Regions from separate parts of the Mus musculus genome. Here region 1 is linked to region 2. A link is a contact called in public HiChIP or PLAC-seq data. All regions are on one chromosome and are shown on one strand. Each heading gives the region's core, a stretch centred on a gene start, on an enhancer-like site or on the middle of the called end of the contact. The rest is flanking DNA. Distances are from core to core; before and after follow the strand shown. Region 1 overlaps Tfap2a (transcription factor AP-2, alpha). Region 2 holds the start of Bloc1s5 (biogenesis of lysosomal organelles complex-1, subunit 5, muted).

Evidence for each region. HiChIP or PLAC-seq counts read pairs in DNA pulled down with a chosen protein or histone mark.
Region 1: a contact with region 2 is called in an H3K27ac HiChIP or PLAC-seq map of embryonic stem cells, with 8 times the contacts expected there. The contact joins the enhancer-like site here to the promoter of Bloc1s5 in region 2. A contact is called at or near these places in 2 of 484 Hi-C or Micro-C datasets (CD4 T cells and the G1E-ER4 cell line), 3 of 115 datasets of contacts at active chromatin or transcription factors (embryonic forebrain, embryonic stem cells and large pre-B cells) and 1 of 9 other capture datasets (embryonic tail).

The regions. Positions count from the first base shown.
Region 1 is chr13:40,716,039-40,719,801 of GRCm38.p6, reverse strand. Tfap2a (transcription factor AP-2, alpha) reads left to right here. Exons shown (of 7, transcript NM_011547.5): 6 at 469-610; 7 at 2,399-3,763. The coding sequence ends at 2,687. Among named protein-coding and RNA genes, the nearest start is that of Gm26688, 9.9 kb to the left of the region's middle. Within about 2 kb of position 2,246, at least 15 of the 459 cell types and tissues checked have an H3K27ac peak or open chromatin away from gene starts, as enhancers often do. A contact at or near this core is called in embryonic stem cells, where this site is marked.
Region 2 is chr13:38,633,267-38,636,778 of GRCm38.p6, reverse strand. It overlaps Bloc1s5 (biogenesis of lysosomal organelles complex-1, subunit 5, muted), which reads left to right and starts at 1,687. Exons shown (of 5, transcript NM_139063.3): 1 at 1,687-1,843. The coding sequence starts at 1,738.

The sequences.
Region 1 (3,763 bases), core at 997-3,496, 2.1 Mb before region 2:
GACTCAGTGGAGTGACCCTCAAATCCTCTTGGTTAATCGGCTTGGATGAACAGATAATTGTATGTGATCAAGTTAAAATGTAAACTTTCTCGGTTGTTCGCCTGCTGAAATGCTCAAGGAGTGATTAGGAAGCGCCACTGATGGGTGTGTTGATAGGTGTGAGGGTGGAACAGGGCAGCCATTTTCAAACAGAAGTCGAGGAAACTGCAGTCGGGGATGGGGGTGGGGGTGGGGATGGGCGAGATTAACATTTTCAAACCCTCTTGGCCTTGTAAGCCAGCTAGGCACTGCTGAGTTTGCTCTCTGGATCGCACAGAGAAGAAGAAAAGTCTAAAGAAAGGAAACAAGTGGTTTCTGTTCCTTCCAACTTTTGGTGAAGAAAGTTTAGGGAGTTGGGTGTGGAGGGGAAACTTTGATCCCAAGTCCGTGGTTCTCTGGCCCTCACTTCCCTCCTCCACCTCTTGCCAGGAGAAGCCGTCCACCTAGCCAGGGACTTTGGGTACGTGTGCGAAACTGAATTTCCTGCCAAAGCAGTAGCAGAATTTCTCAACCGACAACATTCCGATCCCAATGAGCAAGTGGCAAGAAAAAACATGCTCCTGGCCACAAAGTAAGGCATTTACCTCTGCAGGGTCTGGGCTGTTCACTGTCAAAAGAAACAGAAATTAGCTCCTGCTCCCCCCACCCCCCACCCCCATCTTCCTTTCTTGTTGATCGGCTTTGCTGTGAATACTGAAATCAGGGCACCAGTGTCGAAGTGAGCGCAGTCTGTGTCACAAAGGAACCAGAGTGGGATTGTCCCTGTGTTTTCTGTGTTCTTCCTAAAGTCTGTCTCTTTCTGTGTTGACTTTTAAATGAATGTGGATGTGTGTGGTTTGCAGCCGGGGGTTTCACTGAAAGAGTATGGATTTGTGTTGCTTCAGAAAAAGTCAGAATCAAATCCTCACAGGGCTACCAACTAGGCTTGCCTGGGTTTTCTCTCTATCACTGTGTTCTGAAAGGCAGAGGCTAACTCGGCCTACAAAATGTGCCGTCCAGCAACAGCTCTACTCTTACCTCTAATCCCAGTTTCTATCCTCTCTCTCTCTTACACACACACACACACACACACACACACACACAGAGAGAGAGAGAGAGAGAGAGAGAGAGAGAGAGACTCAGAGACAGAGTTACATAGTTATACTATACTATGTATACTATGTAACTCTGTAAGTTTTAGTTAACTGGCAAGCTATCATCTCAGGGTTTCAAGATGGCCCAAGTTATATTCCCAAAGTGCCTGGGCTGAATTGACTTCTCTAGGTTGAAAAGAAAAATGACTGTCTTGATATGTTTGCTGGAAATTAAAAGGCTTGTTTAGAAGTCCTCAATTATCAAAAGCTGGTGTCACCGAAGGGCACCGCAGCAGAGAGTTAAGAGGCAGAGAGAGGCCTTGTGTGGGACAGTTTCTGGCCTAGTGATAGGCTTATACACACACACACACACACACACACACACACACACACACACACACACACACCCTCCCTCCATGGGCTGTAGCAACCTCAGGAAGGCCTCTGCTACTGCTGGCTTCCAGGACCAGACAAACTTCCTGTGTGCTGAGGTAGCTCTCTCTATGGCTCCCCACTTTAGTCTTAGAGACAGTCTGTCACTGACCCCAGAGCTCACTATTTGGACTAAAATGGCTGCCCAGCAAATCAGAGAGATCCCACTATCTCTCTGATCCAGCGCTGGGGTTAAAGACATAAGCCTCCAAGCTAGATTCTTACATAAATTCTGAGCATCCAAAGGCAGATCCTTGTGTGTGTGTGTGTGTGTGTGTGTGTGTGTGTGTGTGTGTGGTGTGGTCAAGTGTGAGTTCTCTCCCCGGGGCCTGCTGTTGTTTTGAAAAAGCAAAGTTTGCCTTTCTGCCTAAATTCAAGTCTCATCTGGTTTGAAGGTGAATGAGAGGAGACCCCATTCCACCAGCTTTTATTGTGGTTCCTTTAGGGATGTGGGGAGCAGGCTCTGGTGATATTTTGAAGAACAAGCCTGGCATTTCTAGAATACTGAAGAGGGATACTTGTGTTTTTCACTTCCGGTGTAACTTTTCTTTGCCTGTGAAATGCTTTCCTGTGTTCAGGGTGTTTGCTGTGAGAAAGGTGTAGGCAGAAGTTTGTCAGGGCTGAGGGTTGGAGGTGGGGAGAGAAGGGGAGGTCTTTTTGAAGTAGGAAGGGTATTCATTTAAGGGAGGAGTGTTGGTTTAGAAGTGACAGGCTTTGTTATTCTGAGTGACTGGCCTTGAGTCCTGAGTGGGGGAAGGTGGGCTGGATGGCTGAGGTAACTTCAGGGAGCGATGGTTTCTCACTACCACTAAGGCCTGATGGGAGCTTTCACTTCTGTCTCTGTTCCACTGCAGACAGATCTGCAAAGAGTTCACTGACCTGCTGGCTCAGGACCGATCTCCCCTGGGGAACTCGCGGCCCAATCCTATCCTGGAGCCTGGCATCCAGAGTTGCTTGACCCACTTCAACCTCATCTCCCATGGCTTCGGCAGCCCGGCGGTGTGTGCAGCGGTTACGGCCCTGCAGAACTATCTCACCGAGGCCCTCAAGGCCATGGACAAAATGTACCTCAGCAACAACCCCAACAGCCACACGGACAACAGCGCCAAAAGCAGTGACAAAGAAGAGAAACACAGAAAGTGAGGCTCTCCTCCCGCCCCGCCCCCGCCCGCCTCACCGGCCCGCGTCCCCCCACTCGCCCCTCCCCCACCCGGCAGGTGACAGCTCCGGGACCAGCCACTCCTACTGCTGCTGCTACTCTGCGTTGCCGCGCCGCCCTTCGTCCCCGGAGTCCTCCGGATTGCTCTCTCGACTGCCAGTGGGGCAGCCGCTGCCTACTCAGCGCCTTGCCTCAACTTCCCCATCAGTACCAACACCCCCTTTACCCTCGTGTGGAGCCTAAGAGAACAGAACAGGTCGTGAAGCCAGCAAAGAAAAGTTCTGTCGCGTTTGTGAACCTTTTTTTTTTTTAATCAAATCGACAACAAACATTAAAACTTTTTTTTTTTAAAAAGGACGTTAAAAAATTTAAAAAGTATATGAGCTTCATGGGACTAACTCATCGCCTTCCCTTGCGTACTTCAGATTGTAGCCATACTTTTAAAAAAAAAGGCAAAGAGGATAATGACATTTTTTATCAGTATTGTGAATAAACTTGAACACAAATACAGAAGTTCTATGTCCTGTCTTCAGTTGTAGAAGTTGTCTTCTGCAAGGTACAACCACCCACTTGAACTTCCTCTGATGACACAATCCACAATTCTATAAGGGAATCAGTGTTCACGTCTCTGTATATATTTATTTATGTGTAATTTAATGGGATTTGTAAATATGGTGAGTCTGTTTTAAACCTTTTTTTATTTATCTGGTGATCTCGTTTACCTCCTGTTTAGTGGGCTTTGGATCCTCCCTGTTAGTTCTTCATGTGGTTTTACTTAGAAATCCAAGGTTTGGGTAAGACTCCCCCTCCCCACCCCTTTTCTCCAATTCATGGATTTAGCCCCGTGGTAGCATGTTAAACGATTATAATGAAACAGCTGAACAAAAACATTTTTAAGGTAAAATAAAAATTTATATATAATTAGTATTACATTTAGCTTTTCATTGAACTGACAGGAAAAAAATCAGTGATATTGGGAGATTGGAAAAAAATTTCTTAAACTGGAGTGATTTGATAATCCTTCTATGGTATCATGGGGAGAAAAATAAAGTTTATTTGA
Region 2 (3,512 bases), core at 438-2,937:
CAGGCCTTTTTGTTTTATAATTCTAATGTTTTAAGCACAGTAATTTAAACTTAAAACATGACATTAATCCTCACAATCCATCATGTGGCATGTCTCTACTGAGAAGGCAGGAACTGCTGTGGCCCTTCTGACCTTAGGTCTCTTCATCTGAAAATGGAGATTTTCCTAAGTCAGCCCTTGTTCGAGTCTGTGTTCGCAGATTCAGTCATAGAAAGTATTTTTTAAATGTCACATTGTTGATGACAGGTATCATAAGTCAGCCGTAACTGCAAATCGGTACTGAGTACTGGCCTTGTCTTCTTGTTGCTATTCCAGAAGTAACAATGTATTGGTGAGAACAGGAAGTAGAAACTGGTGAAATAGAGCAGGAATTCCCAAGCCGTGCTTCCAAGAATGTCCTTGCCGGAGGGCAGGAATGCTGGGATCCAGAGAGCTCAGGTTCCGGCTTCTTTGCCTTCGCTGACGCTTTATTGGAAACTATCTGAAGACCCAATTCTATTTCCAAAGTGTTAATTATGGCAACTAGAATTTCTTTATCACAACACAGAGTTGGCAAATTTCAGAGGTGAAATCCAGAATCAACATTTAAAAAAAAAAACAAACAGCCACATTAATGTAAGAAAAGCATTCAATTTCACATATTGTAGTGAGTCTTCATGGTGCACAGTCATAAAGGAAATTATGCAAAGGGAAAGAAATTTTTTTCTACAATGCAGAAAAATGAATATGAAATTTCTTGGAAGTGAGGAGAATAACAAATGTCTTTGAAAACTATGATTTCTACATATTGATTAAAAAGCTAGGAAATTAAATTTTTTATTTGTCCTCCTTTGGGGGTTTACCATTTCTTCTGCGATAATCCCCCAATTCCTGCTTCACCTAGTTATTCTCTCCATGTCTCACTTCAAGACTGGAGACAAACACTGGTCTTTTCTGGGAAGTCTTTCCTGATCCCCTCAACAGCTAGTATCCACAGGTATGGAACGATTCCTCTTCCTGCCGTTTATGTCGCTTTACGTTCCTCCTTCAGACTGGACTAAGACCCTTTAGGATGACATTGTTCATTGTTCAGAAGAGAGTAGCGGAGGAAGCGGTCACAGCTGAGTCCTAAGGAAGAACCCCTGGATGATGAGGAGGTAAAAACCACTGGGAGGCCGTGCATTGCTCTCTTTGAAGCATGACAATTTGTTGAGAAAATGAACATTATGGAATATATCAAATGTCAGCACTTATTAGTCTAATTTAGGGAGACCATCTCAAACACCCAACCAAGCAACAACAAAAAACCTAAACAAAACAAAAACGAGTTTCTTAACCTCTAACCGTGTTGCTTTATTTGTTAAAAAAATTATGATCTGTCTCCTCAGGTTGCTATGATGACCCTAAGGTGACAATACATGTCAAAATGCTTTATAAAATAGTGGTGGCCAGTAACAATGTAGAAACTATGTATATACTACTACTGTTATTCTTCTGCTCGCCGCGCCTTGCTCCAACCATAGTGAGTTTAGTTCCTACCGGCGTAGGATGGGATAACCGAGAAACAAGTAATTTTCAAACACCTCCCATACGCAGATCATCTGCCCTCATCCAGCATGGCCGCATCGGCTACACTCCCGGCGCCTTCCCCGAACCCAACGACTCCGACGCCCTGTGATGACGTAACACCAGAGCGTCTCTCTCCCTAAAGGTCCGTGCCTGCGCCGTGGACGCCGCGGGTGGGCGGAACTGGTCGGGATGAGTGGCGGAGGCACCGAGACCCCTGTAGCGTGCGACGCCGCCCAGGGCGGCAAGAAGCGGGACTCACTGGGGACTCCGGGTGCGGCGCACCTCATTATCAAGGGTACGGAGTGGAGGGCGTGGTCCTCCGTGCGGGGTGGGGGCAGCGTGCTGGGGACCGCCCCTCCTGGTGCTCCCCGGCTCCCCTGTAGCCCTCAGCTGCCTGGCCCGCCTCGAGACGAAAGGTCCCAGCTCGCAGGACCCAGTTACGTGCAATGGGCGAAGGGCGCACAAGCGGAGAATGGGAACTAGTTGGAGCCCCACACGTAGTAGGGTGACTTCGGTCCTTCACCCTCTCGTCCTCTGTCCTCTGCGCCTTGGGGGTCATGCCAGGAAGAACACTTGGGAAAACGTCCTGAAACACAGCGCTCAGTACCATACAGTGTACCGGTCTGAGCTGTCCCCTTTCAGCCTTAGTAGATTTCGACCTAAATTATTACAATAACAACTAGCTTTAATTCCTAAACCTCAGAAGTCCCCGTTAACCGCGAAGAAGCCTCCAATTGCAGTTTCCACTGCTTCCCTCAACTCCCTGCTCAACCCGCCTATTCCACCAACTTTGGGCTACAGTCCTACACTGCCTGGAGAGTGGTGGCTTACCATCTGTGCGGTTCCCATTTTACTCTTACCAGATCTGTGGGCGGCCCCAGCTGAGCTGGCTGCGACTGTTTAAACTGTGTTTCACATTGTTTCTTAGGTTTAATTTGGGATCCAGTAGTATTGTGTGTGTGTGTTAAGACTAAGTTAGAATTCTTTCTCTGTGCAATCTCAGTGAAGATTAGTCGTTGTATGGCTGTTGTTGGGCCACCATGACTCCATCCGCAAATGTTTTTCATCTTGCAAAACTTTGTATGCATTAAACCATAACTCCTCATGCCACTGTGAATTTGACTGGTCCAGTGCCTCTGAGGACTTGGACAGCTCCACTCTCGGAAATAAGGCTGTTTTGAATATGAATATATAGACATCCTTCGGAGGTCCTGTGTTCAGTTCTTGGGACTGTATCTCCAGTAGTGGATTTTTGGGTCATTTGATTATTCTTTAAACTTTTTGAGGAGTTGGCATGTTCTGTATTTGCTATACCATTTTCTAGTCACCTGTCATCACCAACTCTTGTCTTTGGTACTAGTTATTCTAATGCGTGTGAGATGACACTCCCTGTTGTGATTTTCATTTCCTCTAATATTTGGTTAATGTGCTTAACTGACTACCCATTTTTTAGGTAGTCATCTAATATCCATTTAAGTCCTTTGCTCGTGTAAGTAGATTCTGTTATTGAGTTATAGTTCTTGATATATTCTTGAAAGGCAACTTTGCTGGCCGCTATACCATTAATGCTGATACACACGCGCACACACACACACACACACACACACACACACACACATACACACACACACACACACACACATCTGTCTCCTCAGTACCCATAGCAGGTGTTTGCAGGCATTTTTCTCACTTGCCTGGTTGCCTATCATTCTGTTGATTGTGTCTTTGAGGCGGAAGTTTTAAATTTTGAAGCAGTACTGTTTTTACTCCCCCAGTACTGGAAGCCAAGCCAAGGCCTCCCACATGCTAGACAAATACCATACTACTAGAGACTACATTACCAACTCCCTTTTCTGTTTTTTATTTTGAGACTGGTTCTCACTTTCACACTCAGGACCCACACACACAGCCTTCCCTTTATTAGGTACTAAGAGAGTTGTAGTTCTGTTTGGTCTCATCTTGTA